Linked DNA regions of Gossypium hirsutum: region 2 is linked to region 1. Evidence: chromatin contacts called from public Hi-C data. All regions are on one chromosome and are shown on one strand. The core of a region is the stretch at or near the end of the contact, and the rest is flanking DNA. Distances in the headings are between cores, read along the strand shown. Region 1 holds the start of LOC107950415 (GLABRA2 expression modulator). Region 2 has its middle 13 kb from the start of LOC107941926.

What was found. A called contact is a pair of places that touch in the nucleus more often than the background predicts.
Region 2: a contact with region 1 is called in a Hi-C map of hypocotyl, with 2.7 times the contacts expected there. The contact joins the enhancer-like site here to the promoter of LOC107950415 in region 1. A contact is called at or near these places in 6 of 34 Hi-C or Micro-C datasets (callus, fibers, hypocotyl and 1 more).

What each region holds. Positions count from the first base shown.
Region 1 is chrD03:5,553,474-5,557,459 of Gossypium_hirsutum_v2.1, reverse strand. It overlaps LOC107950415 (GLABRA2 expression modulator), which reads right to left and starts at 2,267. Exons shown (of 4, transcript XM_016885258.2): 1 at 1,777-2,267; 2 at 1,589-1,690. The coding sequence starts at 2,131.
Region 2 is chrD03:5,621,411-5,625,003 of Gossypium_hirsutum_v2.1, reverse strand. No RefSeq gene overlaps it. Among protein-coding and RNA genes, the nearest start is that of LOC107941926, 13 kb to the right of the region's middle. Within about 2 kb of position 1,418, at least 3 of the 9 cell types and tissues checked have an H3K27ac peak or open chromatin away from gene starts, as enhancers often do. A contact at or near this core is called in hypocotyl and leaf, where this site is marked.

The sequences.
Region 1 (3,986 bases), core at 1,018-3,517:
TAGCATATTATTTTAATTTGAAAGTGCCCACAAAATTTTCCATGTTTCTGTCTTTTATAAAATTGAATCTTTGACAATGTCCCATGCCCAAACAGAAGCAACAGTATGATTCTAAAAGGTGCCATACAAGACCAATAGAAAAGAATCCAGGCATGATGAAGGATGCATAAGATCATTACTTTGTGATCATTCTGTGTATGCCAAAGTTGAGGCAATGTAATGAATAATGACCAAAAAAGTGGCGACAATGTAGCAAATAAGGAGTTAGAGATGGCCTTCAGTACAAAAGGGATGTGCAATTGTGTTATAGACTGCTCAAGAAACAATGTAAGCATTAAGAAAGTGATGCACAATTTACATGATTGTAGCATGCACTTAAAGAAAGCAATTAGGAGGATGAATAGAGTTCTAATGTTAGAGACAGAAGGTGAGAAGTATAAGGAGAAAAAAAAAAAAAAAAGAGACCCCAAAGTTGGACAAAGTTTAGGAGACATTTATAGTGCAAGAGTTGTCATCAACAAATGTCCACGAGACATCTCAACAAAGAAATAGCAAACATGGTTTGGATAATAACAATTCTATTGATTAGAAGAAACAAGAATATACTTTCAGTTATATTTAATATATGGGTAAGTTTTGAGCATCCCTAAGGATAAATCAGATGATACCCATGACTTAAGAAAACTAAAATGGTTAAACTTTAAATAACTAGCTATATGACTAAATGCAGAATAGAGGAACAACTAGCTTGCTTCTGATCCAAGGTCAACCACATGAGACTAGAAAGCTCTTACTAACCATTGAGAGATATGGGAGCAATAACCACTAAATCTCTGGAAACTAATGCTATGTCATGCCCCCCCTTTTACTGAGCCATTCATAACACTAACTCTATGTTTGGGTAGATGTTTGTACAGAAGGTCCACCAGGTTTTCTCACCCCTGATTACCTCCCTTGGCTAGGGTGTAAATAAGTCGCATTTTGCTTTGTCAAATATTTTATCAGCTCAAGTCTTCTGTTTGATTAAATGCAAGTCTATAACTCAAATCTTAAGCCTGCTTTATAAGAAGTGAACATGCCAATTGAGGAAACTGCAGTACCCTGACCTTAAATCTTACATCAAATTCTATTCTTTCCCAAGTAAATATTTAAGACAAATGCTAACTCCAGCCAACACTTGACAAATCAATACTACATTTCCTAAAAGCATGTTAAAAACAAGAAAAAAGAATGAAGTTTATTACATTCTCTCCCTTTCCTTAATCACAATATCTAAAGTTGTCCAACCATTGCCCAAATGATGCTTCCCTAATATCCTATAGTACTCTTAGAACTAGCCAGCTATACAAAACACGAACCCCACCAAATAGTGTACCCAGATATTAAACCCTAATTCAGTATCTGAGATTTCAGTTTTCAGTAATATCAACCAGCCGAAATGACCAAGCACTCAATATCAATTCTAACCCTAAAAGCGCAATCGCAATCGAATTCATACCATCTACAAATCCAACCAAGAGGGGAAGCACCAAATATTAAAAATAAACTAGAAAGCAATTGAAATTCTAAAAGAAAACAGAAAAAATACAGTGCTGCCACGTGTTCCCGGCCAGATCCTCCGCTTTCCTCGTCGCTTCTGCCACCTTCCTCCCCCATCTCCCTAAGACATCCTTCACTGTGTCCATCTTCTCTGTTTCCAAGTTCAGAAAACAAATAATTTAATAATTAATTTTTTTAAAAAGAATCAAAATAGAAATAAAATGTGTAATGGCTTGCCTTTGAAGGAAGCAGAAGAAGATTCCGTAGGCGGAGCATGAGTAACGTAAGGATTGGATCCGTCAGGAGCTGACATGGTGGAACTGTGATCCACAGCACGCGATTCGCTGATCAATTCCGGACTCCAATGAACTGATTTCCTCGATCCGGATGGTGACTGAACCGGTGATTGCTCGCTTTGAATCTGACTCACTTTCGGATTCTGAGTCTCTTTCTCTTCCTTTTCCTGTGGCTCTGATGTTGGAACCACAACAAAGCCCTCCGCATCCATTGCGGGATCCGAGTCTTTCAGGTTCGGTTCTCGGATCGGAGCTGAGCTGGAGTTGGGTTGCGTTTCCGTCTTCGCTTGTTCCATTGCTCTAGAATGTTCGAGGAAAAGCAGGCCCTGCGTAAAGTGGCGTGAGGGATCGTTTGCTAGAAGTTGAGCAGGAGAGACTGTTATTGAAAGCTTCAAGTGTTAGGGGCTCCACCAACTTTGTCCTAAAATCCAATTAATAGATCTAATTTCATCCAGGAATCTATTTTATCTTTCAATTTTGTTCTTAAGTTAGATATTTGGTTATATTATTATATTAGTTTCTGTACTATCTGTTTGTTTATAATTTCGCCAATTTTTTGTTGCAACTCACAAAAAAATAAATTTTAAAAGCTAAATTGATTTTTTGAAAGTAAAATATTTTTCCATTTTATTAAAATCATTTTTCGAAAACTATTTTTAATAATATAAATATTGTAATTCAAATTTCAAATATTTTAAATATATATTTCTTTATTTTTATAGCAAATTTCTAGGTGTCGACTTTGAAGTTGTTTCTTTTAAATGTCAATAAAAGTTCAATTTTAGAGGTGTTCCATCATTCCTATATATATATATAGGAATAACTTAGATATTTGTGTATTTTTATTTTATTTTATTTGTTTGTTATTTTATTAGAATCTTTTAATGTTTATTTGAGGCTCTCAAAGTTTTAAGTTTTATTATTAAGTTATTATTTAAATTTGTTACCGAATTTATGTTAGGAATAAAAAATATATATAGTGAGTCCTCTTCAGCTTAAGTCCTCATCTTGACAAGCTTATATGGCATTTTACTGTTGTTGGTTAGTATAGTGTTAAGTCAGCCTATATAACAGCGATGAACATGTACCCAAACGTGAATGGATTGGCTAGGGATGGACCTTGGCAACAAGTTTGGCAAGTGCAAGTTCCCCTCGAGTGAAGGAATTCATATGGCGTTGCCTGCACCATTTTCTTCCTGTTAAAATGCGGCTACTTGAGACGTGTATTGCGGTGTCAGCCAAATGTTACCAGGGCCATGGGGATGAGGATGTTGAACATGTTCTGTTGCATTGTTGTAAAGCGCAGGCAGTTCGATGGCCTGCAAATGTCCCTACCGATAATGTTACATGGAATGATTTTTTGTTGGGACTGTTGGCTTTGTCAAACGATGTGGCCATGCGCCGAGGGCTTGTGCTTCTACGGTAAATTAGGTTAGCCTAGAATCTCATTCAATGGCAGCATTGTGAGCTTTCTCCGTCTTGGGTTATCTGAAATGCTGACTGTTTAGTGCAAGATTGGATGGTAGCCAACATGGTTTATACTTCTGCCAGTGATCCGTCAGCCTCGGGTATGGTGGGTGTGGGTTACGTCGGTGTGCAGGAGGGAGATGGCTTAGGTGGTGATACTCGTTCCTTGTTCGTATGGGACAATATGTTGGCAGTCACCTCCTCATGGTTTTATCAAATTCAACGTTGATGCCCAGGGGCGAAGTTAGAAAATTTTTTTAGGGAAGACCGAAATTAAATTATAATTTTTACTACCATAATTTTTAAAGGATTAAATTAAATTTTTATCATTTTTAGGGGGCCAAAGTACAATTCTACCTTTACTAAAAATTTTAAATTGGTCAAAATAAAAAATTGAGTCGAGCCCTCTGCTAGCCCCATTAGATTCGCCCCTGTTGATGCCTTAATTTTGAAGACAAACATGCTATCGAGGTTGGGGGTGGTGTAACATCCTGATTTTGGGCCTAGTCGGAACAGTGGTTTCGGGACCACAAATCTAATGAGGAAAAAAATATTTTATTATATTTTTATGGTCTGCGATTTCACAAAATGATTTCGTGAAAATTTCGTTCGAAAATTTCGACGTTTGGGCACTCAATTTAGTCAAAAGGACTAAATTGTAAAAAGTACAAAAGTTGAGTTCTA
Region 2 (3,593 bases), core at 169-2,668, 68 kb before region 1:
ATAGTTGGGTGACTACTAGTGTAGTTTACCCATAAAAATGAGAAAAATATAATATATTACAAATTAAGAAAATGAGTTAGGTCAGACTTGGGCCTTAAATGTTTTCGGTCTATATTTTAAACGAGTCTAAGTTTATTGTTTAATTTAATTTTTCAGACCTTATTTTTTTTATAAAATCTTTCCAAATTTTAAATACACATTTTAAATTAGATAAATAAAACAACCTTTAAACAAGTTTAATTTAGAGATATAAATTAGTTCATGGTTTGTTGTTAGAACCGTTTTAGGCAATGATTATATATAGGCTGGTATAGCAATATTAAATATTTATTTCTATTCCCACCTTACTATTTTATTGGTTTTGAATACAAAACAAATTAATTTTACCATTATATTTCATTGCTACTATTACTTTTAAATTTCACCAAACATCTAAATTGAACTTTGATAAAAACATTTTCAAACGCAAAATATACAGTAAAAATATGTAAATATGTTAAAATTAATAAAATAAAATAATTATTATATCAAAATTTAAATATATAATACTATAAACGTATGTATAACATGAAATAAAAAAAAACATAATAAAAATATTAAAATAGTAAAAGATTTAAATAGAACATGGACTCATCAGGTGGGGTGAGGTAGGTTATGGGTCGAGTTCAATAAAAAATTAGGCCTATTTGTTATGTTTAGATTCGACTCGGCTTGAAAAATGGGCTTAAATTTTTGTTTAAGTTCGACTTGAATAAAAATGCTAAAATCTCGACCCAGCTTGGTCTATCCATATTAATTTTTATACACTTTTAAATATATATATAATGCATCAAAAATACTAATAACATTAAAATAAATGTTTCTCAACAAATTAAAAATAAATTTTTTAAAAAGATGTATACTTAAATAACACTAAGATATGTGCAACTTAACAAGTAAATGCCTCTAAACTAGTAACAAAATTAACAATAAAACAAGAGTTATACAATAACAATAAAATAGTAGCAACATAATTGTGAAATGGTAGCAGAATAGTGAAAAAAAAAGAAAATAGCAACAAAATAATAATAAAAAATTGTAGTTTTAATTTTTTTTATTTTGTATATTCGGGCCGGGGAAAAAGTCTTACTTGAGGCTCTAAACGAGTCTTTTTTTTTTTGCCCAAACCCATTTTTTAGACCTAGATTTTTACCTAAACCCTCTCATTTTTTAGGCAGGCCTTCGGGCCAGGTCAGGTAATCCGGCCCATGGACAAGTCTAGTTCCACATGCTTTTTCTTATTCTAATTTTCTCCTCTAAACCACGGGGGCTAAAACACAATTATATAAAAAAAAATAAGTATGTATATGGTTAGGCCTGGTCTGGGCTTGAATCATTGGTGAGGGTTTAGTGGTTCTCTAGCATATCAAGCACTTCACCTACTTCAAATTAGCTTTGGCAAACTCGACAACAACCTTTTGCATTTTGGGCCATTAGGGCTAGCCCTTATTAAGTTAAGGGATGGGGAACATTCATATATGGACCAATTGATTATATACATGGTGAAGGCAACTGCTAAGTCCTATTATTATAGGAAATTGAAAAAGAGATTCATTTGTAGAATCATAATTTTAAAAAAAATTAATTTTGTTAATAATAAATAATATTTTTTAAATCATAAATATTAATTCTATTTAATAACATTTACATTAAATTGAATCATTTAATAATACAGAAAGTAGTTTGATCGAGTCTTTATAATAAAGACTTATCACATACATTCACCTTGTATATATAGTGAGAGGGGATTTGAGGATAACCCCAAAACATACATCATCTTTATTCAACCAAAATCATTATTCATCACTCACCTTAAAACTTAAGTCATCAAATACTAAATTCATTGTCACTCAAACTGCTTGCTAAGCACCTCAAACAAATTCGATCATCATCACACTTTAAGCTCCACGTTTCCTTAATAAAGAAACCAAAATAACAAAAAAAAATCTATATTCTTTTATAAATTTGAATAATTTTATATTATTTTCTATAACTTTTTTTATAATATTTTTATATTTTTTTATACTTGCTAAATTTTTAGGCTTAATAAAAAATCCTCATAAATAATTAAAAAAACAATTAATTCATTGCATTAGTTACCACATTATCATTTCCACATCAAACACCATATTAGCCCTATATCATCATTTTCTACATCAACTATCACGTCATCACTTAATGGCTCTTCGAAGGTTTTAATAGGAAATTATATTTTAAAGGTTTAATTGAGTACAATTTACAAATTAAAAGGCTTAATTGAATGATTTTTCTATAAAAAAATTAAATGATTTTTTTGACATTTAAACCTTGTTTTTAAAGTTATATAAAAAGACTCTCAAATTTAGATTGAGTAAAGAGAAGGAATATATTTACATAGTACTTCCATAACAACATAATAACTCATCCTAATTCAAAGTGCACATGAACTATACAAGTTAATGAAACAATGAAATGTGATATGTTAATCTTGCGAGATTACATCTCATTATAGGTTTTGATCATATTTGATACTCTAATTATTCATAGCCCCTCCCAACCCACAAATACGAAGATAATGCGCTTCAACGCACTTGAACCCACATCCTCCTATATTGACAATAATATACATGTCAATTGAGTTAAGACTCAATCAACGATACCCAACAAATTTTAATACTTTTATTAAATGGTATTAGGATATGGTAGTTACAAGGTATAACTCTTTGATGAAATATGTGAAAGGAAAATTGGTTGGACTTAGGAATCAAACTCCAACCGACATTGCATCTAAAATAAAACAAGTAATTAATTCATCCAACAACCTTCACTTTCATTGTATGCTACTAATGGTGTCCAATGGAAAGGATCATTTATACGTCAATGCCCAAGATTAGACCACGAAGTCAAAGGACAGAAGACCACCAGACTTTGCCATCTTCTTCAACTTGGATTTGGTCCATTAATTAGCCCAACACAATCAATTACCAGGGGTAGCACGTGTTGCCATTTATTACCTCTTTTTACCAACCGATTAAACTAAAATTTGAGATTAAGATATAACTTTCTTAACTTATAATGACTGAATTGATAATTAATTTGAATAATTAATTAAAGAGAATTCACATATTTTATATAAAGTAAGATTCCAACAAAAAGTTTTGCAAGCTAAATGACAGATATATTACCTATGGCTATTTCACTTAGAAGAAGCCAAAATTTTGTGTTAGGAAAGTCAAAATAAAATTAAAAAGTTTTGAAGGATCAATAGCATAAATTTTGCATCAAAAGACTTAAATTATACATTTTATTTAAATATCAAAAAGCAATTTAATCTTTTCAACCAAGAGGGACAAGGCTTCTATCATTTGGGGTCAAATCTAACTTAATCCAAATCAATTTAAGCCAAATTTAAGAAAGAGAAATTAATCATACTCGTCATTTCTTTCCTTTTCTTTTTATTTTTTTTGAGTAAATTACATCTAAATTCCTTAATCTATTAATAAATTTATATTTTAATTAACTGAACTTTAAAAAAATTATAAAACGGTCAATGTTTTATTCATTAGTTTTCATGT